Linked DNA regions of Mus musculus: region 1 is linked to region 2. Evidence: chromatin contacts called from public Micro-C data. All regions are on one chromosome and are shown on one strand. The core of a region is the stretch at or near the end of the contact, and the rest is flanking DNA. Distances in the headings are between cores, read along the strand shown.

What was found. Hi-C and Micro-C count contacts between places; a contact is called where the count stands out from the background.
Region 1: a contact with region 2 is called in a Micro-C map of embryonic stem cells, with 5 times the contacts expected there. The contact joins the enhancer-like site here to the promoter of Copb1 in region 2. A contact is called at or near these places in 11 of 39 promoter capture datasets (the 3T3-L1 cell line, 3T3-L1-derived adipocytes, the C10 cell line and 7 more), 1 of 15 datasets of contacts at CTCF or cohesin (pro-B cells), 5 of 484 Hi-C or Micro-C datasets (B cells, embryonic stem cells and palatal mesenchyme), 5 of 115 datasets of contacts at active chromatin or transcription factors (craniofacial prominence, embryonic basal ganglia, embryonic stem cells and 2 more) and 1 of 9 other capture datasets (adipose tissue).

What each region holds. Positions count from the first base shown.
Region 1 is chr7:114,815,090-114,818,960 of GRCm38.p6, reverse strand. All of the region lies in intron 7 of Insc (INSC spindle orientation adaptor protein), which reads right to left. Among named protein-coding and RNA genes, the nearest start is that of Gm24982, 15 kb to the left of the region's middle. Within about 2 kb of position 1,545, at least 46 of the 459 cell types and tissues checked have an H3K27ac peak or open chromatin away from gene starts, as enhancers often do. A contact at or near this core is called in embryonic stem cells, where this site is marked.
Region 2 is chr7:114,253,156-114,256,512 of GRCm38.p6, reverse strand. Copb1 (coatomer protein complex, subunit beta 1) reads left to right here and starts at 1,833. Exons shown (of 22, transcript NM_033370.3): 1 at 1,833-1,907; 2 at 2,494-2,643. The coding sequence starts at 2,553.

The sequences.
Region 1 (3,871 bases), core at 296-2,795, 560 kb before region 2:
GCCGAGAGAGCTCAGCACCATCTCGTTTTCCTACTTCACATTGTGTCTTACAAAATCCATTCATACTCCACATGCTACCAGAAAACTTACTAAATGCTATTGGGAAACATCCTCTGGTTCCTTAGAGAGCCACTAGCCACGAGAGAACAGGCATCCGTGCTAATGCCAGCGTGGCAGCCTCTACCCAGGAAGCATCCCCAGCCTTGACTGCTTGCTCTTTATCTCATCTGTCTCACACTGGCTATGCATCCTGGACCACCAGTTCCTCTGTCTGCTTGGAGATGCAATGATTCGAGTCTGAAGAGGGAGAGAGAAAGGAGAATCTGGCACAATGCATGAGGCCCTAGAGTGTAATGGGACTTAGCTCATATCCCACAGAAATATATTCAAATATGTTAGCCATTCTTTCCTTGCTGAAGGACCCGCCCCACTCCTCCATCTGCTGCCTTCACTTCACACAGGACCCTGAAACTGCTGGCAGAGGCTATACCTCACGTCAGCCCCATGGCTGGTGGTAGGAGTGTGTGTGTGTTTGTGTGTGTGTGTGTGTGTGTGTGTGTGTGTGTGTGTGTGTGTCTGAGTCTGTGTCTGTGTGTCTGTGTGTGTGTGTCTGTGTGTGTGTCTGTATGTGTGTCTGTGTCTGTGCAAAGAAATGCAAGCCATTTCCTTGGCAAGCCAAAGGGTGACAGCATCTCCAGCCCCCCACCCCCCACGCCAAAGGGTGATGAGTGGCAGGGAGCATGCTCAGTCATGACCTGGGAGACAGGAGTGTTCTGCCCAACAAACATTGCGCAGAGTCAGAGGCCAAGCCTGATGCCTGGGCTGAATCCCCTCTACCCACAGGATGGAAGGAAAGATGACTAGCTGTCCTTTGACCTCCACATGAGCACCGTGGCACGTGTGCATGGTCACTCTATAACACATGATTAATTAATTAACTGTAAAAGATACATAGCTGATCCTTTGGGGAAGCCTCAGGATTAGGGGCTAGGGGTACAGTAGATTGCAAGATCTGTCTGCATCTTTCACCTAGAGGATCATATTCCTGTAAGAAACGTTGGTTGTCTTGAATTTTAACCATTCCCCCTCCCTCCTTGTATGTCTCAGGATATATTTTCTGGTCCTAACTGCTGATGGTGGGGCCCGTAGCCCAGTAGCCACAGCACTTCCAGGAAAATGCTGCCTCGCGGCCTGGCAGGGCTGCCAGTAGAGCTCTTGTCCACCAGGGGCCGCTGTTGCACAGCACATGGTGTCCCACAGAGCCCCAGTGTGAATCACTTAGGTATCCAGACTGCCTTGCAGCTCCAAAGCTTCAAATTCAGGTTGGAACCGATTGGCAGGAAAGCTGCAGCTCCCAGCTGGCACTCTGGTCAGTACTGGCCCACCATGTCAGTGATATCCTAGTAAAAGCAGAGGGAAAGTACACGGGATGGGAATGGGGGTGGGGTGGGGGTTTGATTCCACCCTTTCAAGCCTTAATCCTCTCTGCTCCTACCCAGGAGACAGACTGAAGTTAGACTGTAAGGGAAAGGAATGAGTCACACTCTTCAGAGAAGACTGGGTCAAGGTTTTCCCCTTCTCTGCCATGCTCCAGTCAGAGCTGACTGTGGCTCTGAGACGCTGGGTTCAGTCCCAGCCTGTTCCCAGGGCAGCTGAATTCATTGTCAGTTACAGGGTGGAAGCAAGACTTGAGTCCCAGAGAGGAGAGGGCAGGATCTGGGGGGTCTGTTTTCAGAGTAGCCCGTCTCTTAATCAAGAGCTTCTCCTGAGAAAAGAAGGGTCTGTGGGTCAAATCATCCAGAGGCCCCTCTCCCCACACAGCCTCACGTAACTATCAGGACTGGATCTAGCAAAGTAAGTCGCTGGCTGCCTTGTGCTGGCTGCCTTGTGCTAGGGCCGCACACTGTGGCCACTACTGCTGCTTTTGAATCGTGGAGGGGAGAAGGGATCTAAGTGGACGAGAGAGGACAGAGAGGACAAGCACGGGGCTCCCACTTTGGCCCTGTGCTTCCTGTTGTCTACCTTTGTCAGTCTTACTTGAACTTTTGTAAATCGGAATGGAGGTAGCCACCACTCCCTGCCTCACTTGAATAACAACTGTGAGATTCAAAAGGGCAACAGGATGGGAGAAACTGCTTAATTTCTTTTAAATGTACTATTTCTGACTCATGACCACCGAGCAGAGCACAGTGGGGAGAGACTTCTAGTAAGCAGGCAATGGAGCCCTCCCCACCGCTACCACCACCGAGCCCACTTCCTCCTGCCCAGGGTCTTTGCCTAGACCTCCCTGTCTCTATTTTCCATGCACCCCAGAGCGTGAAAGGTGAGCTGGCGTGTGATGTAAGCCGCAGTTTCCCTTCCCACGTCCACCCACACCTCAGAGACTTTTTCCTTGGACTTGAAATTAAGCTCTTCTGCTCTCCCCTGATCATCCTTAATTTCTTTATCGATTTTCATTAAACTCTCCCTTTGGCTCCAGGACAAAGTAAACTAACTCCTTATTTCCCCACAAAAGGGGGGGGGGTGATTGGGTAGAAACAAAAGAATGTTCTTCGGGAAGTGAGACTTTCTCTTGTCTAAGGCTAAAGGGAAATTTCTAGAACTGTCTTGAGAGCTGGCTAAAGTTGGCTGAGCACTGGGCTTGGAAAGTTCCTAACCTCTTACAGTCGTAGACCTGTGCCTTTCTGTTCTGCAGGTACCCAGCTCCTCATCTGAACCATATGTTCAGTTAGCACTAGTCCTGATCCTTGGTCCCATTCTTTGAGCCAGCAGTACCTGGCCCTTACTTTAGTCACACCTGGAACTCTTCTGTGGCTGTTGCAAAATCCTTGGCCCCCAGTCTCTTTGGGGGACAATGCAGAGTCTCTCTTGACCACCATGTAAGACAAACAAGATAGACATAGGCAGCATATGTCCCATGCACAGATTCCAACTGGAGACTCAGCGTATTGCTACCCTCCACCAGGAGAGGTAACCATTTCATTGCACAGAAGATGCCAAAAGTCAGAGGGAAGTAACTATCTCCTTGGGACTCTTTCTTCCTCCACAAACCATGCAGTTCTTAACAATGCCAGTCTGTGGTGTCAGGAGAGCAGCTCTGATCTGTCAACCTTGGGAGTTGGGAGTGTCTGCTCTCACTCCATTCTGGGATCTGGGTCTCCCAAATGTGGTCCTGAGAACACTACCATCTCTCTGGGCTCCCCTAATTCACTGAGCATGGAGCTCCTTAGAGACACAAAGTACCACAGATCAATGACCAGCCACAGTGTCCTTTGCATCTCCTATGAATGCTTTCCCCTGCACCTCTGTATACCCACTAGAACTAAATCTCCACTGGCTTTTTGGTTCTCTTTCACCAGGAATCCAGGAATTCTAGAAGTAGGGAGCCTCCTTCAAGTCACAAGCCAGCCTCCACTCTAGCTGTACTTTTGGGCTCTCCACACTTGGCCTTTGGAGCAAGCTGCTTGCCTTCTACCCTGAGCCTAACACAGGAGCAGTTAGTAAGACATGACTATCTGCCAAGGACCAGGAAAAGCATGGCTGACTTCTAGAAGTGTACTGATCCTGGTACCAAAACAGAGGGAGCCTATGGCTGAAGTAAACTAGATTTCTACAGGGAAGACTCCACAGGCCTTTCTAGAGAGACCTTCCCTAAACCAACACCTTGAGCCTAGCTCCAAGGGAACAATCCCTTTGTAGTCCCTATTTCAGAAGGGCTACATCACTTCCTCCTATAAACAGTAACCTCCCAGAGTCCAGTCTCTTCCAAAGCCCTTACCAATAATACTGCCCTGCCCACAATCATGAAAACTGTAATTCAGTCCCACTGTGCACTAAGTGCCATGCATACAATAGTCCCATGAGATTTCAG
Region 2 (3,357 bases), core at 584-3,083:
TAAAGTGGGCACCTGGCTGTGACAGCTGGTGGGCAGTAGGAGCGATCTCTGGTGGAACAGTTCTTTATCTGACTGTTGATCATCATACTGAACTAAACATATTGTTTAGAAGCAAGTACATAAGTGAGATTCTATAAACTGGTGAAGTCTCAGTGAGGAGACATGTCAGTTTCCTGCAAGACTTCCCGAGACAGAGGAACTGGGTGAAGAGTAGAGGGCTGTTAGAATCATGTTGTCTTACAATTACCTAGATTAAAAACATCTTTTAAGCATAAGCCAGACGTGATAGCGCTTGTTTGTAATTTTTTAATGTATTGGATGCTTTGAAAGAATAGCAAGAGGCCATTCTTTTTTTTTTGTTTGTTCTTTTGTTGTTATTTTGTTTTCTGGTTTTAGCCCTGGCTGTCCTGGAACTCACTCTGTAGACCAGGCTGGCCTCCATCTCAGAAATCTGCCTGCCTCTCCCTCCTAAGTGCTGGGATTAAAGGCATGTTGTACCACCGCTGACTGGCCGAGACCATTCTTTTTTTTTTTTTTTAAAGATTTATTTATTATTTTATGTAAATACACTGTAGCTGTCTTCACACACTCCAGAAGAGGGAGTCAGATCTCATTACGGATGGTTGTGAGCCACCATGTGGTTGCTGGGATTTGAACTCTGGACCTTTGGAAGAGCAGTCGGGTGCTCTTACCCACTGAGCCATCTCACCAGCCCGGCCGAGACCATTCTTAAATAAAGAGTAGAAATGATAGCGCTTGTTTGTAATCCCAGCACTTGGGAGGCTAAGGCAGGAGAGGAGTAGATTGGGAGTTGGCCAGCCTGGGCAGTAAGACTAAAATCAAAATTCCGAGAGGTAGCTGTTCTCTGTGCTGGAAATATGTAGCCTCTGGTATATTTTGAGTGGTGGGGATTTGTTTTTTAAACCCAATGTTTCCAGAAAAGAGAATTGTTAGAATAGCTGCATTCCAGGTAAATGAGAAAACAGTTTGTATTCTGTATCCTGCAAGTGAGGTTAGCAGGTTTTGTATACACAGTATGTGTATCCATGTTGTAATCCCAACTCCTCAGAAACTGAAGATCACCTTTCAAGACCAGTCTGGCAATCATACTTAAATTTTTTAATGTATTGGATGCTTTGAAAGAATAGCAAGAGGCCATTCTTTTTTTTGTTTGTTCTTCTGTTGTTATTTTGTTTTCTGGTTTTAGCCCTGGCTGTCTTGGAACTCACTCGTAGACCAGGCTGGCCTCCATCTCAGAAATCTGCCTGCCTCTGCCTCCTAAGTGCTGGGATTAAAGGCATGTGCCACCACTGACTGGCCGAGACCATTCTTAAATAAAGAGTAGAAATGATAGTTGTCAGACAACTTCTGATACTCCAATAACTCCAGTTAACTGAATAAAGTCAGATTCAGGTCACCAGAGGTGTTAAGCCCTCAAGTGTATTTTCATATAACCTAGTCATCTTATTAAGGTCTCTGAAATCATCTGCCTAAGAATTGGTTGTTTCCAGTTTATAAGTGAAAGGAAGAAGAAAGTCTGCAGGACTTTTCTGTTTCTCTTTTGTACAGTTTAGTTCCTGGGAAGACAATTCCTAAGGAACTGCTAACTGACCACAGCGCTTAAGTCAGCTCCCAACTCGCTGGGAAAACTAAAATACTTGTTTACACTGCTGCAGAAACCAACTCTGAGAGAGGAAGAAGACAACACACTTCCAGGGCGCAGCTCAGGGCGGAAGAGGCTTGTCCTTTCTGGGTCTCCGTACAGGCTCTGTAGCTGCATCCTTGCTGGTCTCCCCGCCCCCTTCCACGTCAGCCAAGGACTTGGTGGAGCCGTCGCGGCAGCGGCTGTCCGGACCGGTAGTCGGCGGTCCCACGGTTCCCTCCCGGCCTCCGCCCCTCGGAGCCAGGTAGCGACCTGGGCCCCCGAGCCGCGGGGTTGCGGCGGTCGCGCGGGGTCAGCGAGCCACCGGATGGGGAGATGCCGGGCGCTTGACTAGGCCGCGGCGACGGGCGGTGGGGGCGGGGAGCTGGGCCGCGGTCCCCTGGGCGGTGGGACAGGGGTCTGCGCCGCCTGAGGCCTGACCCTGCATAGACAGAGGCCGGTGAGGGGCGGCCGGGATTCCCACGGGGGACCCGCCACAGCCGAGGAGTCCCAAGGTTCTGCAGCGTCTTCGCTCGCGGGCCGCCCTCCTGGAGCAGATCCGACTGTGTTAGGTTGGCAATCACGGCCCCGTGACGTGGTGCTCCGGGTTGTCACTGTGGTGTGGACCTCGACTCCACAGCTTTGCACACCCTGGGTCGGGGAGTGGACGGGTACGGGGACTGAGTGATTGTCACTAGAGTTCACGGAAGGAGAAGGTGGGGAGAGCTCTACAGGTCGTCCGAAGTCACACGCGAAGAACTTCAGGCAGTTTAGAAGATCACGACTGATTTGCGGAATTTGTCTCCCTTTTTTTTTTTTTTTTCTAATGATGTTTGTATTCATTTTTGTAGATTTTCCTGGCACCTTTCGTCCTTTTCATCTTGTATTGGGTTGATTATAAACAGAAACCATGACGGCAGCCGAGAACGTGTGCTATACGTTAATTAACGTGCCAATGGATTCAGAACCCCCTTCGGAAATCAGCTTAAAAAATGACCTGGGTAAATAGTTTCTTAACTCAAATAGGAATTATTTTAATTGATAGATTAAAAACGTAAAAGATGGACAAATTAATATGGTGTTTTTTAATACATATCTATATGGTCTGATATTTAAATCCTGTCAAATATAATTATCTCAAACATTCATCTTTTCTTCATAGTGAAAACATTTCACATTCTTTCATAGAGATTTTTTTATTTTTTTGAGATTTTAAAAATATATATACAGTATATAGTTATTAATTGTAGTATACAGTGTCATACCTGAACTTTTTTATCTTGTACTCAGCAGCCATTGACCAATCCGCCTCTCCCAGCCTTCCTTCCTTCTTACTCTCCTAGGCTCTGTGAGCCACGGTCCTTTTTTTTTCTTTTTGTTTTCCTTTTTCCTTCTTAAATAAAGCCTTACTCTTTCCCTAGGTCAGCCTGGAACTCACTAATAGGCCAGGGCAGCCTCCAACTTATGTCAGGTCTTAGTTCAGCCTCCAAGGGTTACAGGTGCAGGCCACTATTCACCTTTTACTTTCAACTTCTCTGATGATGTAAGTTAATACTTCATAAAATGTTTCTACTCTCAACCTCCTTTCACCTGAGGAAGTTTCTTATTTATTATGTGTGTATGTGCACAAAAATGTGCTAGTCATGTATGTATAAAGTGAATTTATATGTGAGGCCAGGGGTAAACCTTAGGTGCCTCCCTCAATCATACTCCAC